2 separate regions of the Anas platyrhynchos genome follow, and region 2 is linked to region 1. Evidence: chromatin contacts called from public Hi-C data. All regions are on one chromosome and are shown on one strand. The core of a region is the stretch at or near the end of the contact, and the rest is flanking DNA. Distances in the headings are between cores, read along the strand shown. Region 1 has its middle 11 kb from the start of COL14A1. Region 2 holds the start of DSCC1 (DNA replication and sister chromatid cohesion 1).

What was found. Hi-C and Micro-C count contacts between places; a contact is called where the count stands out from the background.
Region 2: a contact with region 1 is called in a Hi-C map of F5 follicle, with 4 times the contacts expected there. The contact joins the promoter of DSCC1 here to the enhancer-like site in region 1. A contact is called at or near these places in 6 of 8 Hi-C or Micro-C datasets (F1 follicle, F5 follicle, liver and 2 more).

Annotation. Positions count from the first base shown.
Region 1 is chr2:13,341,838-13,346,731 of IASCAAS_PekinDuck_T2T, reverse strand. No RefSeq gene overlaps it. Among named protein-coding and RNA genes, the nearest start is that of COL14A1, 11 kb to the right of the region's middle. Within about 2 kb of position 3,616, at least 4 of the 8 cell types and tissues checked have an H3K27ac peak or open chromatin away from gene starts, as enhancers often do. A contact at or near this core is called in F1 follicle and F5 follicle, where this site is marked.
Region 2 is chr2:13,437,411-13,442,400 of IASCAAS_PekinDuck_T2T, reverse strand. DSCC1 (DNA replication and sister chromatid cohesion 1) reads right to left here and starts at 2,765. Exons shown (of 9, transcript XM_038173957.2): 1 at 2,472-2,765; 2 at 921-1,089. The coding sequence starts at 2,644.

The DNA.
Region 1 (4,894 bases), core at 2,367-4,866:
GAGTCTAGCTATGGAGCTAAATTGAGCCCTTCATGTTTATTAGCAAAAGTTTAATTAAGCATGATGTTGAGCAAAGCCTGGGAAAGATTAAATGATTCCATTGGAAGAAGTGCTCGGCAGTTTGCGGGATCAGGAATCCATTTAACTTGTGTTCTCAAAATCCTTGCTTTACCGGCAAAGTATTTCTGGAAACAAGATAAGATTTTCTCGAAACTCTTTTAAATATTGCACATGGAACCTATTGGATTCTGTGGGCTAACTTGGAAAGGAAGAAACATGAAAGTATTTAAGATCTTGATGTTACATTTTCCTGTTGCCTGTTTTGTTTTATAGGCATTGTCAGCTCAGCTGCTTTTTGAAGATAACTTAATGCATGCTTTTGTTACCGGGGACTGGGATGTGTGTGTGCTTTGTTTGTATTTTTCCAGAATCCACAAGATCCTCTTGAATATTTAAAAAATTCAATAATTCATTTTCCATTACAGTCCAGCAGACAAATCACCTACTGCAAAATACACTTAAAGGAAGCCTTTATAAAAGCATACTGAGTTACCCTCTTAAATATTCAATTTTGATGATGAAATCTGCCTTACACTTTCTAAAAATGTTTCATTACCTGCTGTGCATGTATCCGAATGATTGTATTATTGTTCATTCTCCTAAGAGGTTATTTTCCAAGGGTTATTGATTTGCCTTTCTATAGCAGCATCAGTATTCCCTTCCAGAGGCCATTTAGATACAAATCCTCTTGACCTCATAGTTACAGAAAAAATTGTTCTCTTCTGGTTCAGTCAAAAATTGTATCTGGGAGATGAAGACACAGAAAACATCTTAACTCTCACTGATTACTATTTCTTTTGAAAACAAAACCAAAAACAAGCCACACACAAAACCAAGCAATGAAGCATATAAACCAAAAAACAGGCAATGTTGTCTTAATGTGCAGAGCTTCAGGAAGCAACATAATACAGGAACAAAAATCATATAATTAGGGGCAAATTGTCCACATTTTAAAGGCTACTTGATGATACTTCTTTTCCAGCAGCTATCATGATTAACTCCTAACAATAGACTTGTAATTGCAAAGATGACCTTTGGCATGTGGTTTAATGCAGGGCTCTTTCCCTCCATCTGCAGATAATCTAAAAAAAGCATTGCAGTGGAGTGATGGCATCTACTATTTATCTCATTGGAATTAGAATCTAGGGGCTCAGTGCAGTTGCATACATTTAAATATCGGGTGACACTGAAGATGCTTTCGGGTATATGAGATGCTCTTATGGGGCAGAGAGGACCTATGGGGAAAGCCATGCCCCTCCAAATCACATCTGGAGATTAAGTCCATAAGGTTGACTTAAATACAGTGCAAGACAACGAGGTGTGGACAACTGAATCACAGCCCTAAAAAAGACCTCATAATATCAGCTAATTCAACCATCTTATTGTTGGTCATTTTGCTGGAGTTATGCAGCTGCATATTCAATTAGTGTTGCTTATGGGAAAGGACTTCCTGGCCATCTAGCCAGTTCTCTGAGAAATCATTGCATAACTGTATCATACAGAACTGGCTGTGATGATGTACTATTATTAAATCTCCCGTGTAATGGGCCTTCTTTTCCTCTCCTCATGCCTTTTGTCAAGCTGCAAAGTGGCCTCTCACCCAAGAACAGTTTTCTCTCTGAATTGCCTATCAAGGAGACCAGAGCCATTTGTCAGCTGAGCTGTAATCTGTATACACAAACGATCGTACATAATCACTCCCTGCATGCTCCAGCAGACTCTTCCTGCTTTTTGGGTGGTACTGTTTTTAATCTGTCCTGAAAAGTGCTCGTTTCACCCACTGAGTCCCAGCAGGGCGGCAACCTGCTGCCATCAGAGAACCGAGACTTATAAAAGAAAGTGGCAGCTACTGCGGCTGCAGCAGAGGAGAGCAGAGGAAGCACAGGTGGATACAAGCAGTTAAACCTGAGTTTTGTTCCACTGCTTGCAATTATGGCAGGTGTGTGGCTCCCACGTGCCCTGAAGCATTTATACTTGTCCCATATGTGCTGGTGGTGGATCTCCCTGCCATGTCCCATGCGACACCAGCAGTCAAATATCTCAGGGTTTGGCACCTTAGTCCTTGGTACATGGGGGGCTTCTGCTCCCCCTCTGTAGCACAAGGAGGACAGACAGTGACCAAAAACAAATGAAGAAGTCAAAGTGAAATTTGTGGACAAATTAAGTGCTGACATACAAAAAATTAATCCATTAAAAGTACTTGATAATGCATATAGGTGTTTAGAGGGCCACCAGCATTTAAGGTTTCATCTGTAGCTACCTAAAGGCCCTGTGTATGTCCCACTAGATCACTCAGACATCTTCATGGTCAGTGGGTTTTACAACCAGCAGCCGGCCCGCAGGTCCCTCACTCCCACATCTGCCGCTCTCCAAGTGTCTCTGGGCAAGCTCCTAAACCCCTGGAAGGTTAAATCCCACGTGGGCAGCATGGATACCAAAAGCCAGGAGGCCTGCAGAGGAGCAGAGCTGGAATTTGCTCTGCCAAGTTCTCATCCAGCCCCTGGCCCACTGGAGCACCCTTTACCCCACGGACTCCAGGCAGGAGCAAGGCCTCAAGCCTCCTGTCATGCAGAGGGACAGCAGGTCCCCCCATCAGCTGCAACCCATGACTGTGGAAAAATATTACTCTTTATGTGTTTTGAATCTTCTCTAGCCATAAAGTTGTTCTTTGCAAGCCCATATGTTCAGTTTTGGCAGGCTCTGGTCCTGGTTTGCCAGATACCTGTCAGGCGGATCAACCTGCAGCCTCTGCAGCTTCGCAGCCCTCAGAGCTCTTCTCCCTCCCCTGCCTCCCATCTTCTCAAGCCAGAGGCTCCCTCTAGAGCAAGTGGCAGAGCCGAGCCCTGCTTGGCAGAAAATCAGGGGCAGTTTAACAAACAGCGTTGAAAACTCTTTGAGAATGCAGTTACGCAAATGACAATAGCAAATGTAAATATTTGTGGTGAGGTTCTCCTTTATTTACCCAGCTGAAAATCAGAGAGAATTGCATGAACTGTATAAAAATGGCACAAATATAAAAGCAGAAGCAAAATTACAATCTGACCAGTTACTGGCAGAAAGATAAGAGGCAAATACTTAGGAAATTGTTTTGTACATCTGAACTGGACTTGCCCACTGAATGCAGACTTACTAAGAAATATTATTCAGTGTGGGAAGCACAGGTTTGACTATGGTGGTTCTCTAAATCACTCTAGCAAAAAGGATGACAAAAAAGAAAATGAGTGCTCATTGTACCTATTGCCAATACAGAATTTTGCCATTCCACTGATACACAAAAGCATCATTAAATCACCAGCCTCATTCAAACCCTTATTTTCAAATATTACCTTATATGTGGCACACAAGGCTACGACCTAATATTGTGAACCCAAAAATGAAGCACTGCACTGCACACTTGTGGTGTTCATTTGCCCCTTAATTCAGAAAATTGTATATACCATGAAATATTTCATAAGTTTTATGAGGAAAGCTTTTGAAAAAGAACAGCATGTACTTGGTAATCTGAACTTATCTGCCCTGCCTTATGGTTGTAATACTTTCTGCACATGGCAAAAGGCCACGGGTGGATTTTTTTATTTTTTTTTTTAAGATAAAGTATAGGAAAAATGTGGGACACTGGAGAAACAAAGAAACAAAGCTGTCCTTCACTTTTTTTTTTTTTTTTTTTTTTTTTTTTGTCCTCTTCTGAAGGGGGGGATGCAGGTACTAACTACCCAAGTTTTTAAACTATCGTCAGATACAATAAAAAAAAATGTGAAGAAAATGAGCTTTAGACCACATGGAAGGGCAGAACATGGTTCTGTGAATTGCACCTTTATGATTCACAGTTGATTTCAGTAATAAAATGCCTCTTTTTCCAACACAGTACAGAAACAGCCAATTGACAGACATGCAGACAGCTCTCTACGAACCAGTGGGGAAGTGCTCAGAGAGAGCTGCTATCTGTGGGAGCCAAGCCTGAAGCTTACTGAATTTCAAAGGTGCTTATGGCTCCCTTTGAAATGATCTGATCCTATCCTCCCTCTTCCTTACCAATGAGTTTTGCTCTTGAATTTAGCAGAATACTGTCAAATCCTAACTGAATTGCTTTTATCATTACACAGGTTCAAGTCCCATTTGTAGGCTCTGATGGTTTGCAGAGCTTAGGTGGATCTCTGCAGAATTATTTCACTGGGGAAGGCTCAGAGGTGAAAGACACAAAACTGTCCTCCTGTTGAGCTTGCCAGCCAGGCTTTCCAGGCTGTCAGTAGAGGAGGGCAATGAGGATGAGAGGGAGAACTATCAAAAGACTGATGTCAGTCAAAGACCAGGCTGACTCTCTCGCAGAGGTTGGGACCGGTCATTTTTAAACATTGCCTGTCTGGGATGGGAGACAAGGAGGGAAATTATTCACCTGCCTGGCATCGGGAAAAAGAATTGAACAGGATAGAGTAAGATCATGATGAATCTTGATTTAATTAAGCTGCTGACTCCTCAGTCTCTTACACACACTAATATTAGCTCTAACAAACCAGCATGTGCAGAAGCAATACAAACACATGGTTTGTTACTACAAGGACTGAAATGCTTGCTGTCGTTGCAGACGTTGTGTGCTCAAAACATTCAGAGCACATTTAAGAACTGATTGTCCGAGCCAAACCTTTCAAATATTTAACACGGCAGATGTTCCAAACAGCAGTAACTCCTTATGTGTGCTGAACTATTATTATTATCATCATCAACACTCCGAAGTTTACAGTGGCCTGAAGCAGGGCTTAGGCTCCAGGTACAACATCTAGGACATTAAGAGGCATTTTTCCCCAAAATTCTTCCTCAAAAACAGCAGAACAACATA
Region 2 (4,990 bases), core at 1,516-4,015, 97 kb before region 1:
TGCACAATCCTTGTCAATATTTCCCCTTAATGCTAAGTTATATTACTGACGTAAAACCTCTCCTGTTTCCATCGTCCCTTATTCTTCCCATTTTGGGGTCTATTTATTGTTATTATTATCTTAATGACTCATCCTATCATTAAGCTCAAGTAAAACAGCCATTAATGAGACAGGAATCTGCACTTTCATACAACTAACAGAACACCTCTATTTCTTACTCTGATTCAACACACAGATGTAAAGTCCCCAGCAACAAGCTCAGGTGTAATTCATGCAACAACACTATCTAATAAGTCTTTACCTTCAGAGTAATCTGAATGCTTTATCAGATTATTTCTTTATTTGGCAAAGAGCTCACCATTAAAAATACAACAGCAAAAGACCCCTGAACTTTGAAATAATGCTGACTTCACAGAAGAAATGGTAATGCTTTGATTATTACATTCATCCAAGGACAAGCAGGATTACTCTTCAGTGATGTCATTATGTCTATTAAAGCAAATAATGAACTAGTAACAATGTTTACCTAACTATTTTTTTAGCAGAATTTTATTAACTACACTTTAAAGGAGCAGAGAACAATGAATTCTCTAAACTCAGAACTCTGCAATCATCCACTCCAACAAATCTTTCCAGATGTTAGTTGAAAAAGAGTAACCTTTGAATATATTTCTGTACTTAAAAAATAATATTCAAGCGTGACACGGTATAATCTGCCTTTTGGGGAAAGAATTCATAAGAATCAGTTTACAAACAGCATGTTTTCAGAAGAGCTGCTAACACTAAGAAATCACATATTCTTTGAAAACTTGAAACACACGGGGTTTTACATAAGCCTCCTGTATAAAATACAAAAAGAAATATGGAGAATACAGGTTTAGAGAATTAAAGCAAACAAACAAAAACCCAGAAAGCCATACCTGTGAATGAATAACACTGCCAGATGCTTCATCTGCATTCAGCTCTTCTGGAGTTTTACAACCAGGAACAAACAGCAGCATATTTGAGGTATCTGCTATTTTCATGTCGTAAGTTTTATCTTTGCTGCACAACACTGCTTGTTCATCTTTTTCACCACGGATTACCAGGCTGAAAAAAAAAAAAAAAAGCACAAAAATAAAGATGTATTTTTACCTCTATTTCTGGCTGAACACCTATTAAACACGTGATTTTTTTTCTTTATATTTAAACATTGGTAAAGGCATTATAAACTGCAGTTCTATTTGGTAGCAGCAGTCACAGTGTAACAAAATGTAAAGTTATAATTGTCAATTTATCTAAAATATCTTAACACTGTCGTTACCTCTCCTTTTTTGAGTTTTCCCACTCTGAAAGACAGGTATTCAAGGCTTTCATGCAGACCACAGCCTAACCTCCTCACCTGCCTATTCACACAAACCCCCCAAATCATTGAGTTAGCAATGCTTAATGCCTGAACCAGCTCACTAACCTTGGAAAACAGATTATAGCTTGAGCTGCTCCTTATTGAGGACAGAAATTAGCCCATTGTGAAACATGAAGCAATCAGAAATTGTCTGTATCCTTCAGATATCCCTCAGACAAACTTGCATTTTTCTTGCAACTGATTCCAAGCAGGAAACACACACAAAAAAAAATAAAAATAAAAATAGACTTCTATAAAATTTCTAGATAAAGAATCAAGGCAAATCCCTTTCTTCAACTCATACTTGACTACATGGAGATTTTTAGTGAGGGCATGGTAATACCGAAGCAGGACCACAATTCAGTGCAGCCTGGGGGAGCTAAGTGCTCACTTTCAAGTTAATTAAATTGCTAATTTTGATTCCCAAAGCTTGGGTGTGTGACCAGAGCCCAGCGATGCCCCGAGTGGTCCCCCAACCACAGGCACACCCCAGCCATCTTCCACCCAGCACCAACAAGCTCACTGATGGGCATCTCTGAGGACCTTTTTCTTTAGGGGGAGCTCTAACGTTGTATCACCCAAAACATTTTTATCATATGGGTAGCACTGCAGTTGATAAATGAAGAAATTTTAAAACCGGCTCAAAAACTTATTCTCTGGTGTTGGTGCTGAGGTTGAGGCTGTCACAAAACCACCCCAGCATGTGCCAAAACTTCCCTCGCTGGCCTGGTTGTGGGGCTGGTAGCTGCTCTGCCACCTCAAGCTCCAGCAGGAGGATCTGGGAAGTCAGCAGGACTCTTTTAAGGATTTCCAAATTTCTAGCCGTCTGGCAGGAATCCCTTCACTGCTCCAGATAAAATCTCAGCAGCGTTTCTTCCCTAAAACCTACTTTTTTCCACGCGGAAAGAAAGAAAACAAAAGGAGCAAACACTCCCCAACAAAAAAATCTCAAAAATAACAGATGCTGCCTACATTTTCTGTCATTACCTCAGCCACCCTGACCGCACCGGGGGCCCAACTTAGCTCACCTCCGCCCCTTGCCTCCCCCCGCCCCCCAGCCCCCCTCGCCTCAGGGGGGATGCGGTACCTGGCTCCGGCCTCCAGCTGGGCGCAGAGGCCGGGCTCCAGCTGCAGCAGGCAGCACTCCCCGGGGCCGGCTGTCCCCGGCCCGAAGCTGAGGCACTGCGCGGCCGGCAGCAGCTCTGCGGGGCTCAGCTTGGCGCTGCGCAGCGTGGCCTCCACCTCCGCCCTGCTCCGCATGGCGCCGGCTGCGCCCGCCCGCACTCGTTCTCTCGCTGTGGCGGGAGGCGGGAGGCGGGAAGCAGCCGGCGCCCTGAGCCCGCTGGGTGGTTGATGCTGTGGTTGTCGTTGAGGCGCATCCGGAGCGATCGGTGGGGCGGGCGGGTCTGAAGGGAAGTCACTCAACCCACCCAATAACTGAGTGGTTGAGGTAAAATCTCTCTCTCTCTGCCTATAAAAATGCATAAAATGTCCTGTTTTGGCACAGTGTCAGAGGGAAGGCTCGATCCTGCCCCATGGCTCACTGTCACCCACTCGTGCTCCTTCCCGCATGCTGTGGGGTCTGGTAGTTTGCTGAGGGCAAGCACCCGGTTCTCCCATGGCCAAGTTGTCCCTCAGGGAAGACCATGGCAAGCCAAGGTCAGCTCGTGTAACCCTTGTGATTTGAGCTCCAGCTGGGTTTCATGCTGTGGCACGAAGGAAAACCCTAAAGTGTAAGAAAAATAAAGGTCAGGAGAAAGCTGTTCACCAACACTGGGAACCAGTACTCGCTGTGGAGCAGCAGAGGCTGACACATCTCCACCTCACCCAGGACCACCTGGTCCTTCTGTGCTGAGTGAGGTGTTACTGCAGGGCATGTTAATGCTGGGCCTGGCAGTGTGCCTCCCCCCTCTGGCACTGTGTCCATTAGCTATCTGACTGCTTTATGGAATCACAGAATGGCCGAGGTTGGCAGGGACCTCCGAAGATCATCTGGTCCAACCCCCCTGCTGAGCAGGGTCACCTGGAGCACGTTGTGCAGGATGGCATCCAGGCGGGTTTGGGATATCTCCAGAGAAGGAGACCCCACAGCCTCACTGGGCAGCCTGTTCCAGTGCTTTGTCACCCTCCCAGTGAAGAAGTCCCCCTAGTATCCAGCTGGAAATTGTACTCCTTTGTAATCCTTTATACTCCTACATTGCATGTTTCTGCCTGTGGAACCTCACTGTGCTCAGAATAAGCCTGAACCAAATGACCTGGACAACGGGACAGAGCCAGTGGGTTGGGAACCCAGCTGGCAGGTAGCGATGACTGTTACACATGACAGAGTTGGACACTGTCTGCCTTCAGAAGGTCCCGTGCTTGAGTGATGATAGGTGCAAGCTGGTATGTGTACAGTCTTAATTCAGTTTCATAGAATCACAGAATCACAGCATGGCTTGGGTTGGAAGGGACCTCAAAGATTATCCAGTTCCAACCCCCCTGCCATGGGCAGGGACACCACCCACTAGGTCAGGTTGCCCAGGGCCTCATCCAACCTGGCCTTGAACACCTCTAGGGATGGGGCATCCACAGCCTCTCTGGGCTGCCTGTCCCAGTGCCTCACCACCCTCTGGGTGAAGAATTTCCTCCGAATCTCTAATCTAAATCTCCCCAATTATATCTTGCTTCCATATAAGTCTGTTCTTACACACCTCTAAGCTAAACCAGAAAATCACTGTTCTATGAAGTAAATGCTCACACAGTTACTGCTTAAATAGATGCTCAGTTAAGCTGGTTTTAATTTTTACCTTAATTTGTGTAATTTTTTCAATTAACTTGCATGTCCATTTCTTCTTCTTTTTACTTTTAACTCTGTAGAATAAAATAATAATAATAATAATAATAAAAACAACAACAACAAAAAGATTCAAGAGAAATCAAGGAACTGAATCCAACATACAAATTTATGGAGTTTTCATATTTGAATTACAAACATTTTTTTTTTTTTTTTTTTTTTTTTACGTTTGAACTCCTGAAGTTCATTTATTGAAACAAAGATGAATCAGTTAATGAATGTGGATTGCAGAGAGAATGAGGAGACACTGAATAGTCAATGTTGCTGTCAATTTATAAGAAAATGCATGTTATGCTAAGGGAGTTTGGTAGGATCCTGAAATTATTTTATAACAGTCCTGTGGGATTATTTACTTGCTCTGGAGTTGCTGCAGTTTAAATGAGTGCTGTTTTCAGTTTGAACATATGAGCATGGAACATATGGCCAGATGATCTTGAAGGTTTTTCCCAACCTTAAGGGTTTTATGATTCTATGATATTACAAGCAGAGGTGAGACTCACCTATAGCAGAATGAGAGTTGAAGAAGCTATTAATTCACCTATCATCACTACCTTTTCTTTACTGATCACCAGTTCACACCAGTCCCCCACAGTGCACAGCTGAGGCTTTGAGTAACTGCTGTGTGTCTACAGCCAAGAGGTATGCCTCTTGTGACAGGTCTCAGTGTAAGAGAGAAGTAGAACTGAAAAGCTGAACAGCCTGCATCCTCAGCTGGGTTGGGGAGGGGAGGTAGGAATGTGTCCTGCCTGTAAGTCAAGTACCAAGCAACA